Regions from separate parts of the Columba livia genome. Here region 1 is linked to region 2. A link is a contact called in public Hi-C data. All regions are on one chromosome and are shown on one strand. Each heading gives the region's core, a stretch centred on a gene start, on an enhancer-like site or on the middle of the called end of the contact. The rest is flanking DNA. Distances are from core to core; before and after follow the strand shown. Region 1 holds the start of SAMD13 (sterile alpha motif domain containing 13). Region 2 holds the start of SSX2IP (SSX family member 2 interacting protein).

What was found. A called contact is a pair of places that touch in the nucleus more often than the background predicts.
Region 1: a Hi-C map of crop shows a contact between it and region 2, with 2.8 times the contacts expected there. The contact joins the promoter of SAMD13 here to the promoter of SSX2IP in region 2. A contact is called at or near these places in 2 of 2 Hi-C or Micro-C datasets (crop and liver).

Annotation. Positions count from the first base shown.
Region 1 is chr8:27,193,364-27,197,009 of bColLiv1.pat.W.v2, forward strand. It overlaps SAMD13 (sterile alpha motif domain containing 13), which reads right to left and starts at 1,540. Exons shown (of 5, transcript XR_010474394.1): 1 at 1,372-1,540.
Region 2 is chr8:27,020,793-27,024,670 of bColLiv1.pat.W.v2, forward strand. It overlaps SSX2IP (SSX family member 2 interacting protein), which reads left to right and starts at 1,818. Exons shown (of 16, transcript XM_065072670.1): 1 at 1,818-1,921.

The DNA.
Region 1 (3,646 bases), core at 290-2,789, 170 kb after region 2:
CTCTTAGCCCTAGTGAGGTTTTGAAATCCATAGCCTTGCTTTACAAATACGGGATCAGTGCTACAGATGAGCACAAAGTGACTTATACCCATCTGACACAGAAAGCTGGTCAGCAGAGTTACTGACTGAGCACCAAACTCCTGAGGCCTAAATCAATATCTTATCCATAAGACCATCCTTCCTGCACTAGCACAGCTTCTTCTATAGGCACAGTAAACTGAACTCTGAAAAGGAAAGGAGCATACAAAGGACACAGGAGAAAATCCAGTTTGTTCCCGCCTCGCAGCACGCTGGAATACTTTCACCACACAGTTTTTTTCCACCACTCCACCAAACATGCAGGCATGGCCCGAGGCTTTTCTTTCTGTTCTCAAGTAAGCCATTTCTATCTCAGAGAGCACCAAAGAGCTGACCAAGGACTCAGGATGTTCTTGCTGTAGCATTAATGGATACCAGTGAAATGTCACAGAGCTCTGGGAAGTATAGAATAGGGAAATCACACTCTTCAGATAAAACTTTGCAAAAACAGCGGATAGCAATTAATAATGCTGTTAAGGGAAGGAAAAAAAAAAAAAAAAGACCCTTTATTATATAGCTAGCAGCACGTAAAGCACCGAGAAAGCAGTGACAAAGTAATCGAAAAGATGCTTCTTCCTTCACCGCTGACCCAATAACTCAACGCATTCCCTCGAATCACTTCTTGGTTCACCTGAGGTGACTGCACGACGACACCCGCAGCAGCCCGACTGCCGAGGGTCCCCTCGCCCCGGCCGCGCAGGACCCGGCAGCCGCCCCGGGCTCGGGGCTGGGCACCTCCCGCGGAGCCGCCCGGCCGGCAGGAGGCTCCGGGGGCTGCCCTCACGCCGCGGCGGGCGAGGGGACGGCTCCGCCGGGACTGTGTGACACGCGTGCACCGTATCACAAGCATCTCCGAACCCGCTCGCCAGGCAGCACTGCACCACATTGTCATTTTTGGGCTGGCGGAGGGTGGGGGGAAGTAAGACAGAAAAACCTACCTACGAGCAACTAAACCAAAGCATTGCTACAGGCTGCTCCGGAGCGGCGGAGCCCCCGGCTCCCGCCCCCCCCGCCGGCAGCGGGGCGCTCTGCGGCGGCTCAGTTTGACACCGGGAGCAGCCCCGCCTGGCTCCCGGCCCGCCTGACGCCGCCGCCACACACGGCCCCGCCAACCGCCGCCCGCGTCATGGCGGCCGTTTTAAAGGCGCAGCGCTGCGCCGCCCCCCGCTCCTTCGCAAGCGTCCGCGCCGCGGAGGCTCGGGAGGGAGCCGGGGAGGCTTGTCGGGCTGGGGGCGGGAGGGGGGAGCAGGGACCGGCACCTCCGGAGAGCGTCTTCCCTCCGGGAGCGCTTACCTGCGGCGGCAAACCCGCCCGCGGCACCCGGCCGGAGGGGAGCACCCAGTGCAGGATTCGTGAGCTGAGCTTCTTGGGACCTCCTTGTAAACATTTCTACTCCTCCTACCAAGTGGGGTGCACGTAGTAACGGCGAGAGCGGGGGGAAAGGCAAAAAATCCGCAGACATTTTCGGAAGATGATCCCATGAAACTGACACACGGTGAGAAATAGGAACGGCCAGGTATCAGGAAATCGACAAAGCTACGTGAAACTCATGTCTAGAATGAGTTTGTCAACTTGCAGGTGAATAGTAGACACTTGTCTCTGGAACTGGAGCATCGCAGGCTCAGGGTGATGGGAAGGAGGAGCCACTAAGGACAGCACAACCGTGCCACCCCAGGAGTCGGTGAAGAGAGGACATGGAGACAGGAGTTCCCAGGGACAACCACATCTCTTACTCGTGTGAGCACCAAACCTTATTTCACAAGGAGACCCGCAGATACCTACAGGATTTGCTGTACAGTAAGGTGCAAGTCAAAGTGCTTACAGATGACTAAGTCTGGCCCACTGGCAATAAAATCTCATCCACAGAGATTAATAGAAATGTTGGCAGATTTCTACAGCAACTGCACCTTTCTTCTATATTACAGTAATTTCTAATTTCTTCTTCCAAATTTCCCTTGATTCAGTATGTTTTCTAACGGCATAGAAGTGTTACATGGATGACACACTGCCAATGTCAGGGAAATTAAGCAAAAAATACCAACCAACACACCCTGTGCCTCCCTACACATGGGCTTTGCAGAACTCAGCACCAGGGCTGCATCCCAGCCACAGCTCAGCCATGGTGATCTTCTGAGCATCCTTAACAACCTGGCTTAGTACAAATTAGTGGGATGTTTTACTTGCAGAATTCCCTTCTGAGTCAAACCACTCAAACCACACCTTTGCTGTTCTCTGCAAGGCAAGGGGGATGCTACAAGCCACCTGAGGATTCGTACCAAACCCGCTGGTGACTTCAGCCTGATTTCTGGCCAGCAGAGCGGGCATGGGGCTGTCCCAGGCCCCGTGCGGCTGTCCCACTCCCAGAAGCAGGTTCCTGCATCCTGGCTGCACTTGTGAACACAGATCCCAGTCACCTGACTGCTACTGAGACACTGGTACAAGCGCTAAAGTCACAGGAAATCTGCGCTTTTGTGCAAAGGACTGTAGATGTGACTTCCCTGACCATTTGATTTTGCCTGGTCTACAAGCTGCCAAATAAATAACCAAGTCTCACAGAAACTATGCAAATAATGTGACTTGAGTATCAACAGGAATGTTGAGAATAGAGAGCAGTAGGAGTCTTCGCTGCTTTAGATTTTAAATAAACTCAGATAAACAAGTTAAATAGATCATTAAATATACTGCACCCTAAAGAAAAACCTCTTTACTTCACGTCTCAAAAGCGTACTGTAAAATGTGGCATATTTGTGTTGGACGAGTAAGCCACACAAGGCAAATCTTTTTTGTCTCTCAAGAAATATGCATTCTAAATGAGGCCATAATGAGATTTCTGCATCAGCTGTTTTCTAACTTTGGTAATGAACTGACATTTGAGGATAAAAATATCAACCAGCTATTTTACTCACACTCTCCTCTTCCTTCCATCATGTTCTTCAATTAATCCTTAGAGTATCCGAAAAGAGGCTCACACAGCACGTGTGTTCTGCCTAAAAGACCTTGAAGAGCAGAGAAAGGAATGTTAAGAAAATAGGCTGTGGAAAAATTCAGTGTGGAATATGATCTGTGGTTTGTATTCTCATTCATTGGGGCAAGGTAATTTAATTAAAATGATATTATGTCTGGAGGGAGACAAAGTAGGAGAGTGAATTAGACTTTTGTTTGACTATTTGCATCCTGATTCTGGGAGAAAAACACCAAACCCACCACATTTCCAGGCTATGCGGAGCCCCAGGTGAGCGCACCTTGAGGGGTCAAACCCTGTGTTTCTGAACCTCCGCTGTCATAAGAGGAGAAACATGCAGAAGTGACTGTGGTTAATGGACCCTGTTTTTTCCGGGTATTGAAAAATGCCATTTTTTTACGGAACAGATATTATTTTTTTGTCTGTGGAAGTGACAGCAGTACATGAAGACAAAATGCACTGCACATGTGGCAAAGGAGGGTGCAGCGCCCTGTTAGCCGTGCAGTGCGGGGTGAACTGCAGCTCTCCATGGGCAAAATAGCCCCCTTCAAACCTTTCTTATGCCAGCGTCCCGGGCAAAACAATTGACAACCAATGGTAAGACAA
Region 2 (3,878 bases), core at 568-3,067:
CATTCTCTTTCACGATTCCATCCCTTGTTGCATGCCAGAGAGCATCGCTTTGTCCACTTGGTGACCCTGTCAGTGAAAATGCTCATGTGTGGCCTGTATCACCATCTTCTTACTCTGAAAATACAGGAAAATAATCAAAATTTGCCAACTTGAGTGAATAACTGAATTTACGAAAGGGTATATAAATGTATAATCTACTAAAAATAGATATTTTCTATCCCAATTTCTGCTATTTCTCTGTGATGGTGGCTTTCCAGTCATAACAGCCATCCTGTCTACTGCATTTAAGCCTCTTTTCTGTCAGTAATTGCTTTGTTATTTCTTGATTTGGACTATAACACCCTAGGTTTCGACAAATCAACAAGAATAGTCCTCAATCTCTACACTTCGCTTATGTTTAGATGTTTTTGATGATTTGCACGGAACCCCCCAACAGGATACTCTCCTCAAAGCTAAATGTGAATAGAATATTGGACCAATAAAGGCAAGTTTACAGAGAACAAAGCCGAATATTATTTAAAGACTCATTACACACTAGAAATGAAAATATTTACAGTATTGAAAATGTTATTTTACTCAGTAGAACCTGTTCTCATTGTCTCGTCTTTAAAAGCAAAACCAGAATAAAGTTGATAATATGGAAAAACATTGTTTATTAACCTGGAAAGGAATTAGGAAGAAAATTTCAAATTATGAAAGGCAACATAAAAACTGACCTCTTCTCCTGTACCAAAATATAATAAAGACATGTGAGGTGTCAGCAACACACAGGACTGAGAATTAGATATTGCAGGTATACACACACATGACTGCAGAATTTGGTGTACTTGGGTGGGAAGGTGGTAGGTATCAAGAAAAATAAATCATGTCATCGAGTGAAGGCTGCAGTCTTGCAAACCCCAATAATTAATCAAATCCTATGGATCATGATTACTCGATTAACTTTCCTGAGTACTATTTGGTAATTTTATTAAAAGCCTCGCATATTTAGCAAGGCGATGCTAGATAGCTGATATCTCTGGCAATAAGGCATGTGCCAAGCTGGGTGTCTGGCTGCTCTTCCACTCCCAGGCACAGAGGGGACTGCTAGGTACGTGAGGTCTCTCATAGGGAGACATGGTGATGTCTGGCCAAAATTTAATCTAGGTGAGTGCCAGGGATTCCTGGTGTAAGCTCCTCACTCAAATCAGCAATGCCTTTCTTTCAGACACTATCAAACAACTGTTGAGATCAACTATGAAGCTGTCTTCTCTAAAGTGTATTCTACAGAATTGTGATTTTAGACTGGCTGAATAACGTGACTCAGCAAAGAACTTCTTATGCTTTTGTATACAGCTGTTGAAATTGCCTGCGGGGAGGGAAAAAACCCAGCAACATACAGTCAAAGATAAGGTCTAATATTTAACAACACATTTTTTCAAAACCAGTAACCACTCCATCCCCCGTGAAAGGCGACGGCAGTCTGGGCAGGACAGTATCTAAGGAGACACAGCCCTGTTCATCGCCGGCCCCCCGGTGCAGCACTGCAGGGCTTTCCCGCAGCCAAGCGAACACTCTGGGTCTTTTTTCCCTCCACGGGCGCCGCTCGCTGCCCGTCCCCGCTCTCGGGACCCGCCGACAGGTGCCAAACGTGCTCTGCCTCACCCCGGCCGGGGCAGGTGCCGCCACACGCGGTACCGCAGCACCCGCTGCGACCCGCCGGGGCGGTGCGGACCCTTGTTGAACGTCTCTTAGCAACTGCCCGGCCAATGGCAGCGGCGCTGGGACGGGGGTGTGCGGGCGGCGGGGGGGTTAACCCCGCGGGGCCTGGCCGAGGGCCGGAGCGCTGGTGTCGGCAGCTGCGGGGCGCGGAGCGGAGCTCAGCTCGCTCGGGAGCCGCCTTTCTCCTCCTCCCTTGCCGCGTCGGCAGTAGCCGCAGCAGGTGGTGCTGGGCGGGTGGGTGCGCGGGCTCCTCCTCCCACTCCGTGTTCGTCTCCTCCTTCTCACCGGTGGCTCGGGAAGGGGGTTCCGCGGCGGCTCGTCCCGCCCGTGCGGCGCGGCGGGTAACGGGCGCTCTGCGGCCGTTGGCGAGGCAGGCGCGGGGGGGAGGGGACGGACGGGCGGCGCGGCGCGGCCGGTGCGGGAGCCCGGCGTGGGGCAGCCGAGGGGAACGGCGTGTCCGCGGTCTGGGCTCGCCCCTGGGCGCTCCGTTGGCCGGGCCGGGGGAGGGCTGTGTGCGGGGGGAGCCTCTCTGGCCGCGGCGGTGCTGCGGGTCTTGACCTGTGCTGCTTCTTGTCGGGCTCCGGCTGAGCCGCGGGGCCGAGGGCGGCGGGTCAGCGGCCCGGCTGTGCCCCGCTGGAAGGCCCGGCGTGGTGTTGGTCTGTGTGAAGCTGCAAGCGGCGGATGCTGGAAGAGGTGAGAGCCGGAAAGCTTTCTGAGTCAGGGGATTCGTGGCCGTTCGGCTTTAGCTGGCAGTTTCACGTGATGCAAGAGTAGAGATTCCATTTAAAAAAAATATGGCTTTTTTACTTTAATTAAAAATATTGCTTGCCTTGTCTGTAGCAAAGTCCGTTTCAGTTTGAAGATCAAATCACAATGCAAGACCAAATTGTAGTATCGTTGCATCCACAGTTTTTGTAGAACACTCTGCTGCTTTCTCTGCTGTCAGTGAAATGGTTACACGGTGCTCTGTATGCTGCAAAGGTATGATAGGAATTTCAGGGCAATGACTTAAAATAGGAAGCATGTGAAGTAAAATGTGAATGTATTTGGTAAATTTTAATAGTGAGCTTGGAAAGGAGACCTAGAGAAATTATTTTATACCATTGATGGAGATTTCGGATTATAAGTATTTGGGGGGAAGATGTTCTTTCTGTTTGTTTGTGGTTTGTGTTTTTTTTTTTTTGATGGGGGAAGGCTGTGGTACTAATATCAGTTATAATCTAGGCTGGTGAGAGCATAGGAAAGGATAATACCAGGCTCATTGGGGTCAATATCTTGTTTCTGAGAATGTCTGGCAGCAGATGCTAAGGAAGAGGTCGTAAGTGTAGGTTGGTTGCACAGAGGTGCTTTTATCCATGTATCCTCCTAGCATACTGCAGTCTGGAGCTGAAGGATCTCTGAGCAGAGCTTGTATCTCTCTTTTTGAATTTGATAGCTGCAGATGGATGTTTTTCAATGAATTTGATCCAGTTTATATACTTAGCATTCACAGCACCTCATGGTGATGCAAGTCCACAATTTCATTGTGTTTTATATGGAAAAAATGTTCTTATTTTCCAGCTTTTGAGCTGAATCTTTCATTTCATCCTACATAACTGTTTTGTTAAAAGAAGCAATGAATAATTATTTTCTCTGTGTTTGCCCTATTTTTCTAGCTGTTTCCTCTTTAAGCTGAAAAGTCATAGCTTATTAGTTTCTTGTAAGAAAGTGTTGATTGGCCTTCTTACACCGTTTTCAGGTCTGTTCTGTCCTTTATACAGGGAACGTTGCACCTGCATGTGATATTTAAGCTGGGCAGGTTCAGTGTTCATACAGAGATGATCTCTTTTCTGCCCTCAGCTCCAATGTTCTGTTAACTGCTTCTGAGCTATTATTTCCAGAGGACTAATCATAGTGACCCTGGGTTCTCTTCCTGCATGACAATACCTAGCTAGAGGCTGTTGGTTTAAGTACATAGCAGAGTTGTCTGTTTCAATGTGTTAGTTTGCATTTGTGAAGATGGAATTTCAGCTGCTGGTTTTTGTCATCCATTTGCTTACTATGAGGACAACCTTCTGCAGTTCTTGTCTTTCACTGTTGGTGTTTATTTTTATGAATGACTCTGTACAGTATATGAGCTTTCTTATTTACATGTTTATCACCTCTTTGAATTTACTAAACAACAGAGATGCCTGCAC